Linked DNA regions of Sus scrofa: region 1 is linked to region 2. The links are chromatin contacts, called in public HiChIP or PLAC-seq maps. All regions are on one chromosome and are shown on one strand. The core of a region is the stretch at or near the end of the contact, and the rest is flanking DNA. Distances in the headings are between cores, read along the strand shown.

Region 1 (5,537 bases), core at 1,597-4,096, 190 kb after region 2:
CATTATTTCACTTAATCCTCATGACAGTTCTCTAGAGTGGTACTATTATTCCCGTTTTGCAGTTGAGAAAACTGATGCTTTGAGAAATCAAGCAAGTCATCTAATGTCACCCAACTAGTAAGTGGTGTGCCTGGGATTTAAATCTGGCCTCTCTGACCAACATGCCCAGGCCATTAACCACTCCATCGCACTGCCTCCATCTTACACTGTTATACTGAGTTCACTTGTAAGAAACTTAAACTGTAACTTTGACTTCACCATATCTGCAGTTTGCTGTTTCACTGGTTTCAATGAGCATTATTCCACAAATAAACAATTTTTATTTAAAAATTTCTTACTCGTAACTACTACGTTAATAGGATGAACCCAGCTCATTGCCTTTTCTTAAGCTTACAAAGATGCACAGTTTCACATGCAACACAGGAGGTTGGTAAACTTGGCAAAGGATCCTTCAGTTTTCAATTGGTGAATCCAGATCCCATTTTCTATTCTAAACCCTGTTTGACAGATTTGCAGATTTTTGGCTGGAAGGCTGTACAAGGTAACATGAGGTCATGGGGAAACAGATTGGTCTAACCTTGGTCTGATTCCTTGAGAAATCTTCATGAGGAGGTGAGTTACTTAGGGCCCTTATGATGTCCTCTTTTATCAGCATGAATCAAGACCAAACAGAGGAAAACCAACCAAAAGAGGATGCTGGAATACTTAGCAAGATGTAATTGGCCGGAAGGTAGAATATGATTAGTGCAACATTTAATAACCAGTCAAGAGCTTTGGCCAAATTCTCTTACGGGGCATAGAAGTGGGCATGGTCTGGCCCCTGACTCCCTTCGTTCCATTGTTGCTTATGGACTTCCTCCTAGTCCCTTCCCCGACTTCCCCACCTCCACATCTCAAAACACCACCACCTTTTGAGGTCCAGCCCCAAGTTTCTTGCAGCTCCCCCTACACAAGCCAGGCTCCCTATGATCTCCCAGCTCTTGCACATGTATTTGCCTCTTGCATATCCTTCCCCACATGTCCTTGACCCTCTGGCTTCTTACCTTTCCTCAAGGTTAATTCCCATTCAGATACTCTCCAGAGATTCCTTTGGGTCTGCATGAAAAGATTAGGAGCTTTCTCTTTGGTCTTCCCATTGAGCCTTCTGAAAACCTTTATTCCTTTTCTGACACCATTGCTCTAATTCCTGGTTGCAAGGCTATAAACCTGTATGGTTTTCCTGACAAACCATTCCGACTGGAAGACAAGAATCGTATTTTATTCATCTTGTACTCAACTTCATTTTGAAGAGTACCTGCTATAGTTTGGGTGCTTAAAACAATTGACTGGATGGATGGATGATGATATCAACTCAAAGGAAACTCCTCAATCATGACACCACTGATTACTTTCAGAATTAAGAATAAAGAAATTTCTGACTTTAAAAGGAAAGCATTTAATTGGAAGTCTATAGTTACAGATTTTAGTCCAGTGATTTACCCCCTAGCTTAGATCAGTTGTTGTATCTCATTGATGTAGCCTAAAAATGGAACAAAAAAAAAAAATAAGGAGCATTTAAATACCATTTACAGACTTGCTAGAAGTCACCAGTCCACCTTACACAGGCAAAAACTAACAAAACTTAACAAGAAAATAAACGCCAGATACTCTCAAGATAAAAAAACGGCCACAAGCTCTGGATATGGTAAAAGAAAAATTGGATCATATCTGTGCTCCTTTCTGCTTCTGAATTCTCGTCTTCCTGATGAACAAGAGGGCAAGGCAAGGGGTTTTGAGGTTCAACCTGTGCCTTGCTGGCAAAACTCCGGAAGTGAGAAAAAAAAAAGGCACTCTCTCCCTGCTTCAGATCCTTAGCAAGGCTTCACTGAAGGCTGCGGAGGAGTGAGGGTGTCTATACCTGCTATTTCCTTCCTATCTCAACACTGTGTAACAGTACTCAGGCTGCGGAAAAAAACAGATCAGGAAGCTGTCTATTGGGCAGGCTCTGTGATAACTGCCCTCACTTCTAGTAATTTCTATTAGCATACAGAAAGCTTTGTGACTTTAAATTCTACCAGTCTCTGCTGGTGGCACCTTTACTGCTTGCCTCTGGGGAAGTGATTATTGCGAATGTACATGGTTTGATCCACAATATACAGTATCGTGTGAAGCTTGCTTTTATTGCCTTCAGCCTTTTCTTTCTTGCAATTTATTTTAATACATTTGAAATTATTATCCCAAACATTAGCCAGCTGGCCCGCTGGGGTTTCCTTTGCTGGATTCACAGTCTCTCTTTTTCTAATCCTCTCTTCATGGATAATCCACTCTAATGCTTCTTGGCTCTTGAGGGGGTTTTGCTATTACTACCTGTTGATTAGAAATTCACTTTGTCCTGTGTAGGTGGTTCTAATGGTTAGGTAATGAACACCTTATTAGAGTCAGCTGAGGTCAGAGTTATAGTCATGAGGTTTTCTTTCTTTTCCCCAGATTTCTGGATGCTTACTTATCTTTTTTTTCTTTCTTTTTTTTTTTTTTTTTTTTTTTTTTCCTCCTGAGCTGCAATTCAGTGAGCTGGTCTTTGAAAAGAGTCTCCAAGACCTCGCCTCTCAGAAAAAGAAAAAAGAGCAGGAAGAAAGGAGAAGAAAACTGTATGGTAAGACCTGAGAAAGAGAAAGGCTTTTATTTCAGCTGCACAGATGCCAGGTATATGTCACTTTTGTCTTTGCCAACCACTGGGCCTTCAGGGTCCTGGCTGCGGGCTTCCCTGCTGACAGAGGTGGAGGGTTTAGGAGGGGAGCCAGGAGGAGAGCAGGCAGCAGGCAGTGTTTTCAATCATCAGAGGCCACCCAGATGCCAAGGGTATGAAGTCAGAAGCCAGCTGGGTGTGTGGCCACGTGGTAGGAGCACCAAAGCCAAGTGTTCCAGTGGGTCCCCCAGCCCCGCTGAATCCTCTCCAAAGTTGAGCTTCTCCAGCTCCCTCTGCAGAGAACCCCAAATGAATCGTGCTTCCTAACAGCCACTTCAGGAAGAGGTGCCGGGTGTCTCATCAGATGGAGCATTTCTGTATTGAAAAATCTGTGGTCTGCATTTGTCCTAAGGGACCTGCAGTTTACAGTGGGGTAACTACTGGCTACATTTCACCTGCCCCTCCATAGAGGTTTTTAAAATTACTACTATAGGTTTCAGAACAACACTCTCTGCCCCATTCTTTTTTTTCTTTTTTCCCCCTGTCCTTTTGTCTTTTAGGGCCGCACCCACAGCATATGGAGGTTCCTAGGCTAGGGGTCTAATCAGAGCTGTTGCTGCCCGCCTACACCACAGCCACAGCAACGCCAGATCCTTAAGCCAGTGAGCAAGGCCAGGCATGGAACCCACGTCCTCATGGATGCTAGTCGGGTTCGTTAACCACTGAGCCACGACAAGAACTCCTCTCTGCCCTATTCTTGATAGCCCCACCAAAGGTGTCCTTTTAGTCTGTCTATAGCTACATTTTGGAGGTGTTGAAGCTTGTGTGAATACCTCGCCAGGGGATTCTGTTATTTATATCCAGCTAGTCTCTGAATCACACATATTGCCTGGTGCTTTGTGGGTAATTAATAAAAAGGGAGGAAGAGAAGGACAAAGAAAGGAGAGGTTTGAGAGGCAGGAGAGTAAGGGGGATTATTTGATGATGGTGGTTGCCATTCTTTTTCCCTTTTAAATTATCCCTGTGCCTATTAGCCCTTAGCACTTTGGTACACATTTTCACCATTTTATTGTGTTTTATTCCACTGTTGGATAGCTTACTGTATATGTTTCCAGTGGAAAGGCCCCCAATGAGATGAATGGAAGTAAATGGCCTGGAGAAGTTTTAATGGCTGTCCTCCAAGAGAGAAACTCAGTATGGTACCCAATTCGTTAAGATACAGTTTCTCTTCCTATAACAATGACCCAACTAAATGATAGCTTAAACAGAACAGAAGGTAATTATTTCTCATGCAATCACTGAAGTAAGAAGTTCAGGGATGAATTGTTGATTCCCTGGTATAAGGAACAGAGGGGTCCTGGATTCACTATCCTGGTGGTTGGTCATTTTTATCTCATTTCAAGTGGACCGTCTACCTGTCTACATTTAAGAATAAGGGAAGAAGAAAAGGGACGGGACAGAGCACCTGGGCACATGCTTTCTTTTTTAGGATATGACCTAGAACTTGTATACATCACTTCTGGAACCGAGCAGAACCCTAGATCCACCCTTCCCCCTAAGTACAAAGGCCCCTCCATGTCTTCAGCCTCTTGTTTATAGCAAAGATGAAGTCTCCCAGGCCTGAGTCACAAAAGCACAGGCTCAAGCAGTGTCTGAGGCAGACTCCTGAGGTGTTTTATTGATACTGTAACTGCTGCCAGAAGGATAAAGCTAACCGCAGGATGACCAGACTGCAGGCATGACATGAACTGTTCTATCTTGAGCAATACCGAGTCTATGATGAGCACAGTTCTAAGAACTCACCATAAGAGAATGGGATTAACGCTATTGCTCATAATAGTGTCTTTGTGGACATCAAAGTAATTGTAATTTGTTCTGCCTGTATATGTAAGTGGGCAAGTACAACTATGAGCAAAAAGACACTACTGATCAAGGTTGAGAGCTTCCACTCTAAGGATGTGGTGCCCTATGTCGGCATGAAGAAGTTACAGAAGGAGGATCTTCCTCTATGATCCCATAGAAATGGCATGATATTCTGACAAGCAGAGATTTGATTTTTAAGCAGCTTTTGGCAGGAAAAAGCTTTTTGCAGGAAAGAGCTCTCTGCAGGAGGCACCCCTTTGTCTTGTCACTAATCTTAAGCCGGGCACCTTCATGCTCTACTCATCTCTGGCCCTAGCACAGCTTTCAGATCTCCCCATCACACAATACCTTGTCTGACTTAGTTCTTTCCACACATCAAAGAAGTAGAAATGAAGAACAGGTAATTAATAGATGACCAGATCTCCTCCCTAGCTTCGCCCTTAAGTTATCTCATGGACAAATCATGTGAACTAGACAGCATCTAAAAATCACAAGACATTGACAAGCCTGCACACAAGACTGCTGTGGCTGACTCCAGGCTCTTCTTTTGGTCTTAAAACTGGGCAAGTGCAGGGCTTGTTAGCCTTTGGTTGTGCAGCCCAACAAACAACATGTCACGTGCTTTTATAAACCTTAATGTGATCTTGCTGCATTCCCTCCATATTGCATTGACACTTCCAATCTGAGGTTCCTTTCCCACAGTAACTGTGTGTGTGTGTGTTTGCACACATGCATGCCTACTCTATTTCTGGCTTGAGCAAGTGATGTGGGGATGCATGACTGGCTTAGCGAAATTGGGTACTTAGCGATACTAAGACCAGCTGCCCGCTAAACAGAATGCCAAAGAAAAATGTTGGCATCTCGTTGTCTTGGAGAGGTGATGTGTCTGATGATTCCGTGACAAGCTGGTTTGAGTCTGGGTGAAGTCACAGTCCATAAGCCCTCTGAACCTAGCAGACCAGGCAGAGCTATTAAATGTGAAGAGTTAGAATCTGCAGCCCAGCCATTT
Region 2 (5,059 bases), core at 959-3,458:
TTGAGGGGAAAAAAACGTAGGTGACTAGGTCTCAGGAGGAAAGAGATCCAGGAAGTGGGAAGCTGCCTTGAATGTGTTCAGGGCTTTGTGACTCCTCCCCTCACTTCCGTTTCATCCTTTCTTTCTCTGGGATGGTTTCTGCTGCTTTTCTGTGCCCTTGGAGGAAGATGGCCCCTTTCTACATGAAGATCTTCAAAATGTACACGTTTCCAAGTCTTGTGATGTTGGAAACAATGACATATCTCTGAGTTTTGGTCCCAGCTTTCCAAAGAAGAAAATCTGGTTGGCCAAGCCGGGTCAGGTTGCTGAGGTTTAAAGGGGATTGATCATTATCACCCCTCCTCATTGACCAAGTTATGGACCAATGAGAAATGGAAAGAGAATCAGTAGGTGGAGAACCAAAAAGATGTCCCTCGTCATTAATAAAGGCTGTCCTGGAGGATGAGGCTTAGGACCAGAGACGGGACGGTGCCCCCAGGATGTGTCTGAGTCTGCAGGGCACATCACTCACCCCGGTCTCTGCCTGCCCTCCGCCTGGTGCAGGAGGAAGACGAGAAGACCGCGAGGTGAACTGGACCCCTGTGGTGACCCCGATGGGTTTATTGTCATCACCACCCCTTCTCCTCCTTCCCTAATGCCTGTGAGGGAGTTCCCCTCATGGCACAGTGGTTAACGAACCTGACTAGGAACCATGAGGTTTCAGGTTCCATCCCTGGCCTCGTTCAGTGGGTTAAGGATCTGGCATTGCCATGAGCTGTGGTGTAGCTGTGGCATATGTTGCAGATTCAGCTCGGATCCTGTGTGGCTGTGGCTGTGGCCAGTGGCTACAGCTCCGATTAAACCCCTAGCCTGGAAACCTCCATATGCCACGGGAGCGGCCCTAGAAAAGACAAAAAGACAAAAAAACAAAAACAAAAACAAAAAACCCTAATGCATGTGAGCTAAAGGTCAAAGGCAGAGGAGGGACAGAGGTTTGTTTCATTTACCTTAGGGTAATAGGTGTTTTAAGATGGTTGTAATGGTTTCATTTTATCTAAAAAATGGCTCAGAAATTCATTTTGACTCTTACTTAGGACTTGGATCGAAACCTGAGCAGACTCACAGCTTCCTTTGAAAAAGCAATAGCCGAGAAAGTTCGGTGTCAAGAAGAGGTGAACCAAACCAACAAAACTATCAAACTAGCTAACAGGCTTGTCAAGGAACTTGAGGTGAGTTAACCTTTTCTTCCAAAATTCTAACTGAAATAGAGCCAGCTCTGTGGGACTTTGTGTGTGTGTGTCTTTTTAGGGCCACACATGTGGCATGTGGAAGCGCCCAGGCTAGGAGTCAAATTGAAGCTACAGCTGCCAGACTACGCCACAGCTCACAGCAGCAGCGATCCCCAACCCATTCAGTGAGTCCAGGGATCGAACCAGCATCCTTGTGATTGCTAGTCAGGTTCATTTCCACTGAGCAACAACAGGAATTTCAGTTGTGGGGGATTTTATCTTTATTGGTTGTTAGTAATGACTAAGCATGGAATCAACAAGAAAGGGGAATAACCTTCTTTCATACTGTTGTTCTAACTCCACAAAAGGAAGAAGCGATGGATTCTGTGTATTTTTTAGTATAGAGCCATGGACTCAGTGGTTTTCCTAAGATCTGGTATAAACTCGGGGCAGCTGTTAGATAACAGTGGTATTGAACTAGTGTCTGAATTTTTTAGTACACATTTGCAGTTGCGTTCTACCAACAGAATATTCCCTCAAGCTAAGCCTGCTTGGGTTATTAGTTTTCTTGGACACCTTTTTATAGGTGACTAACATAATCATGTTAATTTTTACTCCATTAAATAAAGATGTTTGAAATAATTCTTATTGACTTTCTGTTGGAACATGAGTAGAGAAGAACCTGTAGCCCTCGACATCAGTAAGTCACAGATCTTACTTGCTCTCGCATGTGTAATATAGTCGTAGAATGGAATTGTATTTGGCCACAAGAAGGACTGGAATGCTGATACATGCTGCAACATGGGTGAACCTCGGAATGTGGCAGGTGAAAGAACGCAAACACAAATGGCCACAGAGTGCATGATCCCATGTATGAAATTCCCAGAATTGGTACATCTGAAAAGACAGAATGTTAGATGAGTGGTTGCCAGGGGCTGGGCAGGCGGGGTGGGAGTTTGGACATGACTGCTAATGGCTATAGAGTTTCTCTACCGTGTGAGGAAAACATGCTAAAAATAGAGGGAATGATGGCACAGATCTGTGAATATATTAAAAACCACCCACTTGTGTACTTTTAAGGGTGAATTTCATGATAAATGAATTCCATCTCAATAGAAATGTTATTTTTTGGAGTTCCTTTTGTGGCTCAAAGGTTAACAAACTGACTAGGATCCATGAGGATGCAGGTTCAATCCCTGGCTTCTCTCAGTGGGTTAAGGATCTGGCATTGCCGTGAACTGTGGTGTAGGTCAAAGACACAGCTCGGACTCAGCGTTGCTGTGGCTGTGGTGTAGGCCAGAAGCTGTAGCTCCAATTAGACCCCTAGCCTGAGAACTTCCATATGCCGTGGGTGCAGCCATGAAAAAATAAAATAAAAATGTTATTTCTTATTTAAGTGGTACCTCAAAGTATAGAACTGCACTATTAGAAATGCATTTGGCTGAAGGTGATAGATTTCTGGTAGCTTCAACAAATGGGAGGTTTTTTTTTTCACATATTAAAAATTTCTATAATGCCACTTTTAGCAACATGGATGGACCCAGAAATTATCATGCTAGTAAACTAAGTCAGAAAAAGGCAAATATCATAGGAGATCACTAATACGTGGAATCTAAGAAAAAATGATACAGACCCAATTTGAAACTGAATTTATGGTTACCCAAGGGGAAATGTGGGGCAGAAGGAGTAAACCAAGAGGTTGGGATTGACATATACACACTACTATATATAAAATAGATAAGCAATAAGGACCTACTGTATTAGCTCTGGGTAATCTATTCAATAATGTGTAATAACCTATATGTGAAAAGAATCTGAAAAGAAACAGATGTGTGTATATATGTATGTGTGTGTATATATACATATATGTATGTGTGTGTATATATATAACACATAAAACTGATATACTTTGCTGTACCCCTGAAACTAATACAGCTTTCCAAGTCAACTATACTCCAATGAAATTTATTTTTTTTAAAAATTTCAGAGATAGGAGTTCCCATCATGGCGCAGTGGTTAACGAACCTGACTAGGAACCATGAGGTTGCAGGTTTGATCCCTGGCCTTCCTCAGTGGGTTAAGGATCTGGCGTTGCCGTGAGCTGTGGAGTAAGTTACAGACGTGGCTCGGATCCCGAGTTACTGTGGCTCTGGCTAGGCCGGAGGCTATGACTCCAATTCGACCCCTAGCCTGGGAACCTCCATATGCCGCAAAAGCGGCCCTACAAAAGGCAAAAAGACAAAAGACCAAAAAAAAAAAAAAATGTCAGAGATAGAAGTTCTCATCATGGCTCAGCCATTAACAAACCCAATTAGCTTCCTTAAGGACGCAGATTCCATCCCTCGCCTTGCTCAGTGGGTTAAGGATCTGGCATTGCCATGAGCTGTGGTGTAGGTTGCAGACACAGCTCGGATCGCACGTGGCTGTGGCTGTGGTATAAGCTGGCGGCTACAGCTCTAACTGGACCCCTAGCCGGGAAACCGCCATATGCCGAGAGTGTGGCCCTAAAAAGGCAAAAAAAAAAAAAAAAAAAAAAAAAAAAAAAAAAAAATCCCAGAGGTAGACCATTATCATTGTTGGTTCAGGTACATAGTGATAGGATTAGTGATCTGTGCAGCCTTCTGCTGCTCTGTACTGGCGTGTGTGGATTCACCCTCATACATTTTGCAGCCTGGTCACAGAAGGCACCACATCTTCAGATTAAGGCAAGAAAGAATAATCTGTAGCATCTGGATTTTCCTCCTTTTCTAAGAAAAACTGAAGTTTTCCTGGAAACCTTCAGACTTCCACTTAAGTTTCTTTAGGGAGAACTAGAGTGACCACATCTAAGCTGCAACGAAGTCGGGGCAAGGGGGAGACAGGGCGGTACCAATCACAATTCATCCCAGGGGACTGGACCCACCAGTCTTTTCAAAATCAGTGTTCTTGTTCCAAGAAAGGAGGGAGAAACATGTGTTAGGATGGGACGAACTGGGTATCAGCCTAATTTCTTATCAATAAAGTAGACTTTTAAAACTCTAAATTTACTACTGCCAAGGGGGCTGGGGAAGGGAGTGGGATGGACTGAGAGTTTGGGGTTAGTAGATGCAAACTCTTAGATTTAGAATGGATAAGCAATGAGGTCCTACTGTACAACACAGGGAACTATATCCAGTCTGTTGGGATAGAACATCATGGAAGATAGTATGAGAAGAAGAATATGCTGGGTCACTTTGTTGTATAGCAGAAATTGACACAACATTGTAAATCAACTACACTTTAATTCTTTTTTTAAAAAAAAGTGAAAAAAAAGGAATTTACTGCATATTTAAACCCATCACCCCCCTGAAACTTATACACAAACTCATAGTGCACCCTGAAAAATCCACTTTCTCTATTCTGTCTCAGTAATTGCAAATCTCTCCTAGTTGATTTGGCCAAAAGCTTTGGAATCACCTTGGATTTTTGCTCTCTCACACCCCTATCCAATCCATCTGTATATTGTACTGGCTCTACCTCCAAAGTCCATTGAGAACCCCAGCATCTTCATCACCATCACTTCTCCACACAGAGAAGCCACCAGCATCTCTCCCCTGGAGTACTGCCCTAGCCTCCACCACTACCCCCGAAGGCCCACTCCTCTTGGTGCAGCTGAGTGGCGTTGTTTTGTTTTGTTTTAAATTAAGGTCATTCATGTTACCACACTCTCAGAATTCCCTAGTAACTAATTTTCTGGTTCACAGTACTGCCCGAAGGTTTTAGCTGGCTACAGAGCCCTCCTTGATCTGGCTTCTGATGCCTCTGCCCTCTCTTCTGCCTCCTTCCTTCCTGCTTCTTCTTCCCTGGCTGCCTTGTGCTTCCTCACGCTGCCA

What was found. HiChIP or PLAC-seq counts read pairs in DNA pulled down with a chosen protein or histone mark.
Region 1: an H3K27ac HiChIP or PLAC-seq map of skeletal muscle shows a contact between it and region 2. The contact joins two enhancer-like sites. A contact is called at or near these places in 1 of 47 Hi-C or Micro-C datasets (liver) and 1 of 2 datasets of contacts at active chromatin or transcription factors (skeletal muscle).

What each region holds. Positions count from the first base shown.
Region 1 is chr9:90,866,470-90,872,006 of Sscrofa11.1, forward strand. No RefSeq gene overlaps it. Among named protein-coding and RNA genes, the nearest start is that of CDCA7L, 62 kb to the left of the region's middle. Within about 2 kb of position 2,847, at least 8 of the 83 cell types and tissues checked have an H3K27ac peak or open chromatin away from gene starts, as enhancers often do. A contact at or near this core is called in skeletal muscle, where this site is marked.
Region 2 is chr9:90,675,068-90,680,126 of Sscrofa11.1, forward strand. DNAH11 (dynein heavy chain 11, axonemal) reads left to right here. Exons shown (of 81, transcript XM_021063431.1): 61 at 1,074-1,208. Among named protein-coding and RNA genes, the nearest start is that of CDCA7L, 130 kb to the right of the region's middle. Within about 2 kb of position 2,209, at least 1 of the 83 cell types and tissues checked has an H3K27ac peak or open chromatin away from gene starts, as enhancers often do. A contact at or near this core is called in skeletal muscle, where this site is marked.